Regions from separate parts of the Triticum aestivum genome. Here region 2 is linked to region 1. Evidence: chromatin contacts called from public HiCAR-type data. All regions are on one chromosome and are shown on one strand. The core of a region is the stretch at or near the end of the contact, and the rest is flanking DNA. Distances in the headings are between cores, read along the strand shown. Region 1 has its middle 170 kb from the start of LOC123138125. Region 2 has its middle 200 kb from the start of LOC123138126.

Region 1 (4,269 bases), core at 714-3,213:
ACCATACAACATATATTTAAAAATGTTCATGGAGAATAAAAATATGTTTGCACAACTTTAAGAAAATGTTGATAGCATAAAAAATCATCACATTTAAAAATTGTTCTTGGATTTTTTTATTAAAATGTTTGTACAATTTAAAAAGTGTGACTGTAAATTATTAAAAAAAATGAAAGCATTCAAACAAATTCAAGGCATTTCAGAAAATGTTTGTAACATTTTTAGCAGAGAGTAAAATACATCAAATGTTTAAGCACATGTTTATAAAATAAAAAATGCATAAGTTTTACAAAATATGCACTAATAATGAAAAAATGTTACATTTACAAAAAAAATTCTAACACATGTGCTCGAAAATGTTGATTGTCTAAACAAAAAGGTTTAATTTCTATTAAAAATTATTTAACATCTACTAAAATATTATATTTGTACTTTAAAATGTTTAGCATGCATCTTAAAAATGTTGGACATGTATTCTAATAAAGGTAATGTTGCAATATTCATGTGGTTCGCGATGTACAGCCTATTATATCAAATGTATACAATATAAAAATTGTTTGCTAATTTATGTAAAAATTAATCTTACCATTCGAAAAATTGTTTGTGACATTTTCCATGAGAAGTTTATAAAATGTAAAAAATATTATTTTACTTTATAAAAAAAGTCCTTACCATTCAGTAAAACTGCACGGGAAATTAAAAAAATGTTCACGGGTTTCAAAAAAAATGGGAAATTTTTATAAAATGCTTATATAATGTAAAAGTGAATGTTAGAGGTTTTTTTTAAATTTTTTATATGAAATTCAAAAAGAAAATTGCAATACTGAAAACATGTTCTAACACTTAAATATGGTTTGCATGTTTAAACGAAATGTTCACGGCATTTACGAAAAACGTTCAACATGTGTTAAAAAGATTCACCGTGGATTCAAAATATGTTGGAAAAATGTTGAATGTCTATGTGAAAAAATTAATGTCTATTAAAGATGTTCAATGTGTACTCAAAAATTGTTCTATGTGTATACGAAAAATGTTAAACCTGTAAATGAAAAATGTTTAACCTTTATTTAAGTAATACATTAAGGGTATTTTAGAAAAAACAGAAAAAAATGAATAACAGAACTGGCAAAAAACCATGAAAACTGAAAGAGAAACACATAGGGAAAATGGAAGAAAAGCGATATAGAAAAAAACAAGAAAATGCAACGCAAAAAAATTGCACAAAAGGTTCTAAAACTTGTTTGTAGAAACTTCACAAAGCCAGTATACTAGCCCCACACCCCAAACGAGCGCACAGTCAAGCGCTTCAAACGAGATGGAGCTAGGTCTCGTAATAAATGAGACAAGGCTACCGCGATTGTTTCTTCTTGTTTTTTTCTTCTTTTCTTCCCATATTTTCTCAGAGAAATTCTCTCCCCGTTGGTGAATCATAAATTGTTTTTTTAGCTGGCGTGAATCATAAATTCCCGTTGGTGTAACAACCTACCGTCAAGGACCTTGGCGGTAGGAATCATCCCTACCGTCAATTAGGCTACTGGCCTGTACAAACCTACCGCCAGTGCCCGACGGTAGGTGCGAGCATGCATTATGTTTTATACTTAGAAAATTTTCCCAGTAGAGTATGTAGCCCTACCGCGAAGGACGTAGACTGTTATACCCTACAGCCGTGGACCCTGATGGTAAGAAAAGAGGCAGATTTCGAAATTTTTGCAAGACAAGGTCAGATCTCGATCAATTTTTAGAAAAAAGGTCAAAACACGAAATTTAGGCACCACGCGTGCGGTGGTGAAGGATCGGACGGACGGAGCCGTGCACCGAAACTCGGAAGGGAGTCGGATGGGTGATGCCACATGATATTGCTGGACTGCTCAAGCCGTCCCGTCAGGCATCAGCATCATGGGGCAGTGGCTGCGGCGTCCGGTGCAGCCAGAGCCAGCGATGCGAGGCTGGACCGGGGCGTGGGGCAGACGGTCCCTACGTACTACTACTACGTGCGGGCGTCGGATGGGGGGACACGGAACATGGCCGAAGCAGCAGAATGCCAGAATCGATCGGCCCCTGGTGGAAAGCGCCGATGGACGGACTGGTCGAAGACGCGCCCGTTGCCTACCCGCCGCTTGCTCGCTGGCTGGTGGTCCAGTCGATCGATCCAAGCCACTGCCATCTGCTCCTGTTCCTCCGCCCGCCCCATGGCCCCGGCTCCGGCTCCAGGTGCGGCTTCCTTTCCGTCACCCGATTCGCTGCGAACCACGACACACTCGCGAGTCACTCCGCACCGCACCTACCACCAGCCCAAACTACCACTGTTGGTAGAGCACTAGCAGTAGACTAGAATACGTTTTCACCGGCACGACGCGCCGCTGCGGCTGCCGGCGCGCTTGCGTCCACGGGATGATGATCCTTGCCTGCGTTGCTACCGCATGGCAGGCGGATAGCGAGCGCGGCGCTGCAAGCGGCAAAACTGCACTGCTCGGATTACGACTTGGAAACCTGGACAGCGTGAGGATGCAGGCGAGAGCAAGCAAGTTTTTGTTCTCTTGCCGCCCCGGTCGCCTCCTCTCATCATCACATCTCGTCTCGTCTGCCCCCTCCCCCGTCCACACAACGACACCAACAGCACATCACGCAATCAAGAGATCGCTTATCACCCACCATAGCCGTACCAATCGACGTCCGTCTCAGCCCGGCCGCGCTTCAATTTTCATGCACACAAAACACTGCGCTAGATAGCCAGTCCCCCTCCTCGCCGGTGTGAATTTCAGATACGCGCAGCATGAATTTTCCTAGCCCGCAGACGTTTCGCTTGCCGCCTCGCTATATTTCCAGTCGCCGTCAGAAATGAATTTCATTTCCCCGTCCTTCTCTTCCTTTCTACACGCGACACGAACACGACCGATCGCGACCGCGGCAGATGCTTTCGGGTCGACTGTGAGGCCAACCTCGATCCCCAGGCTAGATTTTTTCCTTCCAAAGCGACGAGCGGATTAACACAAATAGAGCAGCAGCACAACCGACCCGGTGCATGGCACACATTGACACGCCATTACGGCCAGGGCCCCGCCGGCTTTGGTAGCACCTGTAATCTTTCCTGCATGCGACGTCGCCGTCGAGGAGAGGTGGAATCCTGGCTATGCTTTGTGAGTGGGGGCTGCACAGGACAAAAGGTGCTCCCGCGTCCAATCAATCAAGGCCACGCTAGGGAGAAATGCTCTTGTCATGTGCCTGTTAGACTTGGCCAATTAACTACTCCTGCTGGTGAGGGCACTAGTTTATCCCTGAGATAATCCGATCATGGGCTGGCTAGCTTGATGCCAATTCAGCGCATGACAACAATTCAACAGATGCGAAGAAAATTAGGGTTCTGTCTGCACTTTGTTACTCCAAATATACATACTATTATTTACCACTTAGAGAAGAACTCATGTTTGTGTGTCTACTCCCAGTTAACTACTGCCAGGGTAAGCTGACTTTGATATTCTTGGGAAAATCCTGGCGACAGGTGCGTGAAGCCGGCCTGACAGTGATGCATCACCTTAGAAACAGTGAAAAGCTAGCGGTATGGAAGAGAGAGTGGAAGAAGAGGCTAGACACGGTTTTTGTTTTCTCTGAGTGGATGAGATTGTGAAAAAAGGGGCTTCTTTTTGCAAGAATATTTGTGCAATAGATCGATCGCTGTACTGTTCAGCAAACTTTAAATCTTGTTGTCCCCCACAATCAATTTCATCGATTAATTTCGACACAAAAGGAATAATTATCCGCATTGGATGTTTATTTTTTATTTTTCATCAATTAACAATCAAGGAAATGGATGTGGGTTTGAAAAGTGATCACTGATCACTATAGTCCTTTAATCTCTATATGCAGCATGCATCATCTATTTATATACTCCATCCTTTTACGGTTTATAAGGCCCACACATATCCATAGATAGATAATTCGATCAATATAATACGAATTGTATATCACAAAAGTTACACCCTTAGAGAATTTAGCATTTGTACTAGTTTCTAATGATGTTATTTTTGTGATAATATAACCCGTATTACGTTGATCTAAATTATCAATCTAGGGTATGTGTGAGCCTTCTAACCAGAGAGGAGGTTATATCGCATATGTTAAGTCCAATCATCGTCTAGAAGTCTGACTGAAGAACTTGGTACAAGTACAATGTTAATATTTGCAAACATGACACTCAAGTGTGGCAAGTTAACATGAACAAGGTGATCTAGACCGACCACAAGGTCAATTATTTGCCTTGACCAAGGCTAA
Region 2 (4,126 bases), core at 908-3,407, 390 kb after region 1:
GAATGAAATTTGGAACAAATTCAGGTCCGTAGTCAAAATATTTTTTTATAGCTAAGTGTTTTTTGTTTATACACTCTGTTAATTTAAATCTAAATGCTACTATTATTTATATACCCTCTATTAGTTTAAAGCTAAATGGAATTACTGTTTAGGAATTTTCATAAAAATTTCCCTAGATAATTTCCTAAAAAAATTGCTAATCATTTTTCCTAAATGCTATAAAATGCCTACTGCCCTAAAAAAATCTAGAGTTCATATGAACACCTAGGGTTCATATGAACATCAACACAGTATCAACATATGTATAATTGCCCTAGCAGAGAGAAATAGGAGGGTAGGGACAGGAGAGGCATAGCCTTACGGTCGGCGGCGAGGGCAGGCTCTGGTTCGGGCAGCGGCGGTGAGGTCGAGGGCGGCGGCGGCGAGCTCGAGGGAGGCGACAGTGAGGTGACGACGGCCTCGGGCGGCGGCTGTGAGGTCGAGGGGGCGGCCTCGGGCGGCGGCTGTGTGGTCGAAGGCGGCAGGTGGCGGCGGTGTGGTCGAAGGCGGCCTCGGGTGGTGGCGGTGTGGTCGAAGGCGGCAGGGCAACGGCGGCGATGGAGCAGTTGGGGGACAGGGGGAGTAGAGAGGGGGGGAAAGGACTTAGCGAAATTTTGAGCCCGGGCTGCCGGGATTTGAGTCAAACTAGCAGTAGCGCGTTTTGCCGAAACGCGCTATAGCTAAGATAGCTATAGCGTGTTCCAGAGAAACGCGCTACAGCTAACCCTTTCTGTTTTCTTTTTCTTTTGTTTTGTTTACATTTTTTTATTTCTCGTTTTTCTATTTTTTTCATTTTCATTTACTTTTCTACTTATTTTTCTATATTTTTTTTACATAGCAGTAGCGCTCTACAGCAGAAACGCGTTGCTACACTGTTTTTAGCAGTAGCGTGCTTCTGGAAAACCGCTGCTACTATTCCTAGCCTACCGGCACTAGTGAGGAAATTTTAGTAGTTGCGCTTTTCTGTGAAGACGCGCTACTGCTAAAATAATGGTTGTAGCGTGGTTTTGCAACAAGCGCTACTACTAAGTAGCGCTAGCGCCGAGTTTTGATCAACGCTACTGCTATACCTCTGTGTATAGCATTTTTCCTAATAGTGAACCGAGGTCGCTGGCAGAGAGGAGCCGCCGGAGGACGGTGCCATATAGTATAACTTTATATATATGCGATATAGCGTTGTATACTTTATATATACAGTTTATTGTTTGTTATTGTTGTATTACGTAGCCTAGCCACCTTCCATGAGAGTGTCGCTCTTGGCGTCGCTCTCAGTCTACGTGGACCGTGGCATAACGGCCATTTTTGTTAATATCCTGCTGCATGTCTAGTCCCACTGGATCGACATTTACACTTGCGTTTCTTTTTCACATAACTAGCACATGAAAACAACCACATTTGGCACGAGTAAGAGAATTCGTTTCGGTAAACGTCTCTCTCCGCCGAAAAGAAGGAGAAGATGAAGAGAGCAGGTAGCCAATTTGGATGCTCAAAAAAAAGGTAGCCAATTTGGCCGTTCCGACCGAAGCGGCACACACATGCCGTCACGTACGCTTCGCGCTTTTGCATGCTTTCGTGTGGAAACCGGTACAAACTCAGGAAAAAGAGAAGAAAAACCATGACATGGATGCTGTCAACAAATTGACATGGGCCCGGCCGTCTTGTCTGGTTGCACGCGATCGCCGAGGTGCGCGTGCACGTGTAATCTTGGGCGCCCGCACGTGTAACGGCGTAGTCTAATGCATTTGGTTAGTCATAATAATTTCAATAGGATTTTTATAAAAAAAATCATTAGTCTTTTGGTTTGTAGGAATGGATTTTTATTTTTATGAAGAAATTTTTTCTATCCTTCACATTTTATAGAAAAATAAACATTAGACTAGACTCAATGAAAAAACTCCTATGGTGTAAATCAAAAAATATCTTTTTTTTTATTTCTATTTGTAGGTTTTGAGATACATGTTATCTCATTTCCTATGACTTTTTTATTCTTACGATTTTTCTACCACCCTATGAACTAAACGGGGACGGAAGTGACCGAAGCGAGAAGAGCCATGGAGGGCGGCGGCGTAATTTCGCCGAGCGAAGAGGGCGGGCCCACCAGCAGAGCCCCCTGCCACGGGTGTCTTGTCTCACATGCACCACGTTCGCAGTTGCCAGGCCCGCCCACCACCGTCGCGTGGAGGGCAGCGCATGGACCGCCGGATCTTCTGCGCGTCGCCCCGGCTTTTCTGGCAAAGAAGCTTGCGCGCGCTCCTCCACCACCGCAATCGGTGCAGCATCTTTGGCCCCTGGACAGTTGCTCATCGGTTGCCACCGGAGGTCTACGGTTCAAGTTTTTACTCTGTTGTTCGACCACGACGGAGTCGAGGCCCCTTCGCCGGTCGAGGGCGATTCTCTCAGCCGCGGTAGAGTAGAGACATGCCAGCAGTGTGTGTCCGTGTTCAATTTCGCATCAGATTTCCCGTCACGGATCATTTCCAGCTCGATTTCGCATCACCTCATACTCGGACAGAGTTCAGATAATCTTAATGGGGGAGGGCGGAATGTAGAGGCCTCCGGTGCGTCGTGTCCGTGTGGCCAGCGCGGCTAAATTTCGTGTTTTGACACTTTTTTCAAACCTATTTGAGATCTGACCCTAGTCTGAATTTTTTTTAAGTTCTGACCCTTTTGCTACCGCCAGGGACCATGGCGGTAGGATATAACCAGTTGCGGACCTAGCCCACTGGGCCAGGGTGGGCCAATAGTGCAATTTACATATATATATATATATATATATATATATATATATATATATATATAATATATATATATATATATATTCTATTTTTGGCCTTTATGCTACAGTACTATAGAAGCCATTTTCAGATCTTAGGGTGGGCCACGGCCCACCTTGTCCACCCCCTACCTCCGCCACTGGGTATAACAGCCTACCGCCAAGGACCTTGGCGGTAGGGTTGCATGACCTACCGCCAAAAATCTCGTAAGTATGAAAACAGTGCGTGCTCGTGCCTACCGTCAAGCATCTAGGCGGTAGGGTTGTGCAGGCTACCGCCAGCTTGTTTGGCAGTAGCGATGTTTCCTACCGCCAAAGTCTCCGGCGGTAGGCTGTTAGACCCTACCGCCATGGACTCTGGCGGTAGCAAAAGGGTCAGATTTTAAAAAAAAATTAAACTAAGGTCAGATCTTGAATAGGTTTCAGAAAAGGGTAAAACACGAAAATTTGCCGGCCAGCGCGAGAAGCACAACGGATGGTGGGCCCAAAGGAATAGTATAAAAACAGCCTCTTTTTTTTCCTTTCACTCTCTCTTCTCCGCAGTCAGTGGACCACCGGGAAAGGCGAGGCACAGCCCAAAGCGATTCTACCACAGTGAGGGGGAAATCGGGTTGGCGTCTCTGCGTACGTGCTCATCACTCCTTTCCGTGTACCCCCACCGAGAAAAAAGGTAGATATTTTGTTTTCTCGAGTTCCAAGCTCACACTCCACGCCTTAGCCGTTTGATATTTTCTTCTTCATTATGCTCAGTAACCGACCGTAATAGCACTTGGTGCAATTGGAAATATCTTCGATCTTGCTTCTGCTGCAACGCGGACCCGAAAACAAACACAATATCTATCCGCTAACAAGGATACAGGATTGTCCGGACACATTTCAAATGAAATTTGAACAAACAGAATCAATTTTCATGCAAAACAGATAGTATTCAGTTAAATCGGACCACATTCAAGACATTTTCCGACATATTTCATAAAACAAAAGCGCCCGACAGTTAACCTAGTCTAAATCTTCGTCGTCGTTTGTGCTCGAAGTCCTTATTGTTCCCCATGTCCGGCATCTTCTCCGGCCATGAATTCCGGAAAGTGAAGTCGTAGGCCACCGACGAGGAAGAGTAAGACATGGATACGAACGCGCCCACATGGGACACAGACACCTTCGTCTCCATTGTCCTACTCTTCCCGTCTGAGTTCGCGGCCTGGAAGTCACCGACCGAGGTGTGGTTCATGATAGATATGGATGGTCCGGCCTTAGTGGTCGTTGCAGCCCGGCGTGAATCACGGGGGCGGTGTGAACGACGCGGGGTTGCCAATG

The links. HiCAR-type assays count read pairs that join an accessible place to other places.
Region 2: a contact with region 1 is called in a HiCAR-type map of leaf, with 6 times the contacts expected there. The contact joins two enhancer-like sites. A contact is called at or near these places in 1 of 5 Hi-C or Micro-C datasets (leaf) and 1 of 1 datasets of contacts at active chromatin or transcription factors (leaf).

The regions. Positions count from the first base shown.
Region 1 is chr6B:576,172,713-576,176,981 of IWGSC CS RefSeq v2.1, forward strand. No RefSeq gene overlaps it. Among protein-coding and RNA genes, the nearest start is that of LOC123138125, 170 kb to the left of the region's middle. Within about 2 kb of position 1,964, at least 6 of the 8 cell types and tissues checked have an H3K27ac peak or open chromatin away from gene starts, as enhancers often do. A contact at or near this core is called in leaf, where this site is marked.
Region 2 is chr6B:576,564,499-576,568,624 of IWGSC CS RefSeq v2.1, forward strand. No RefSeq gene overlaps it. Among protein-coding and RNA genes, the nearest start is that of LOC123138126, 200 kb to the left of the region's middle. Within about 2 kb of position 2,158, at least 8 of the 8 cell types and tissues checked have an H3K27ac peak or open chromatin away from gene starts, as enhancers often do. A contact at or near this core is called in leaf, where this site is marked.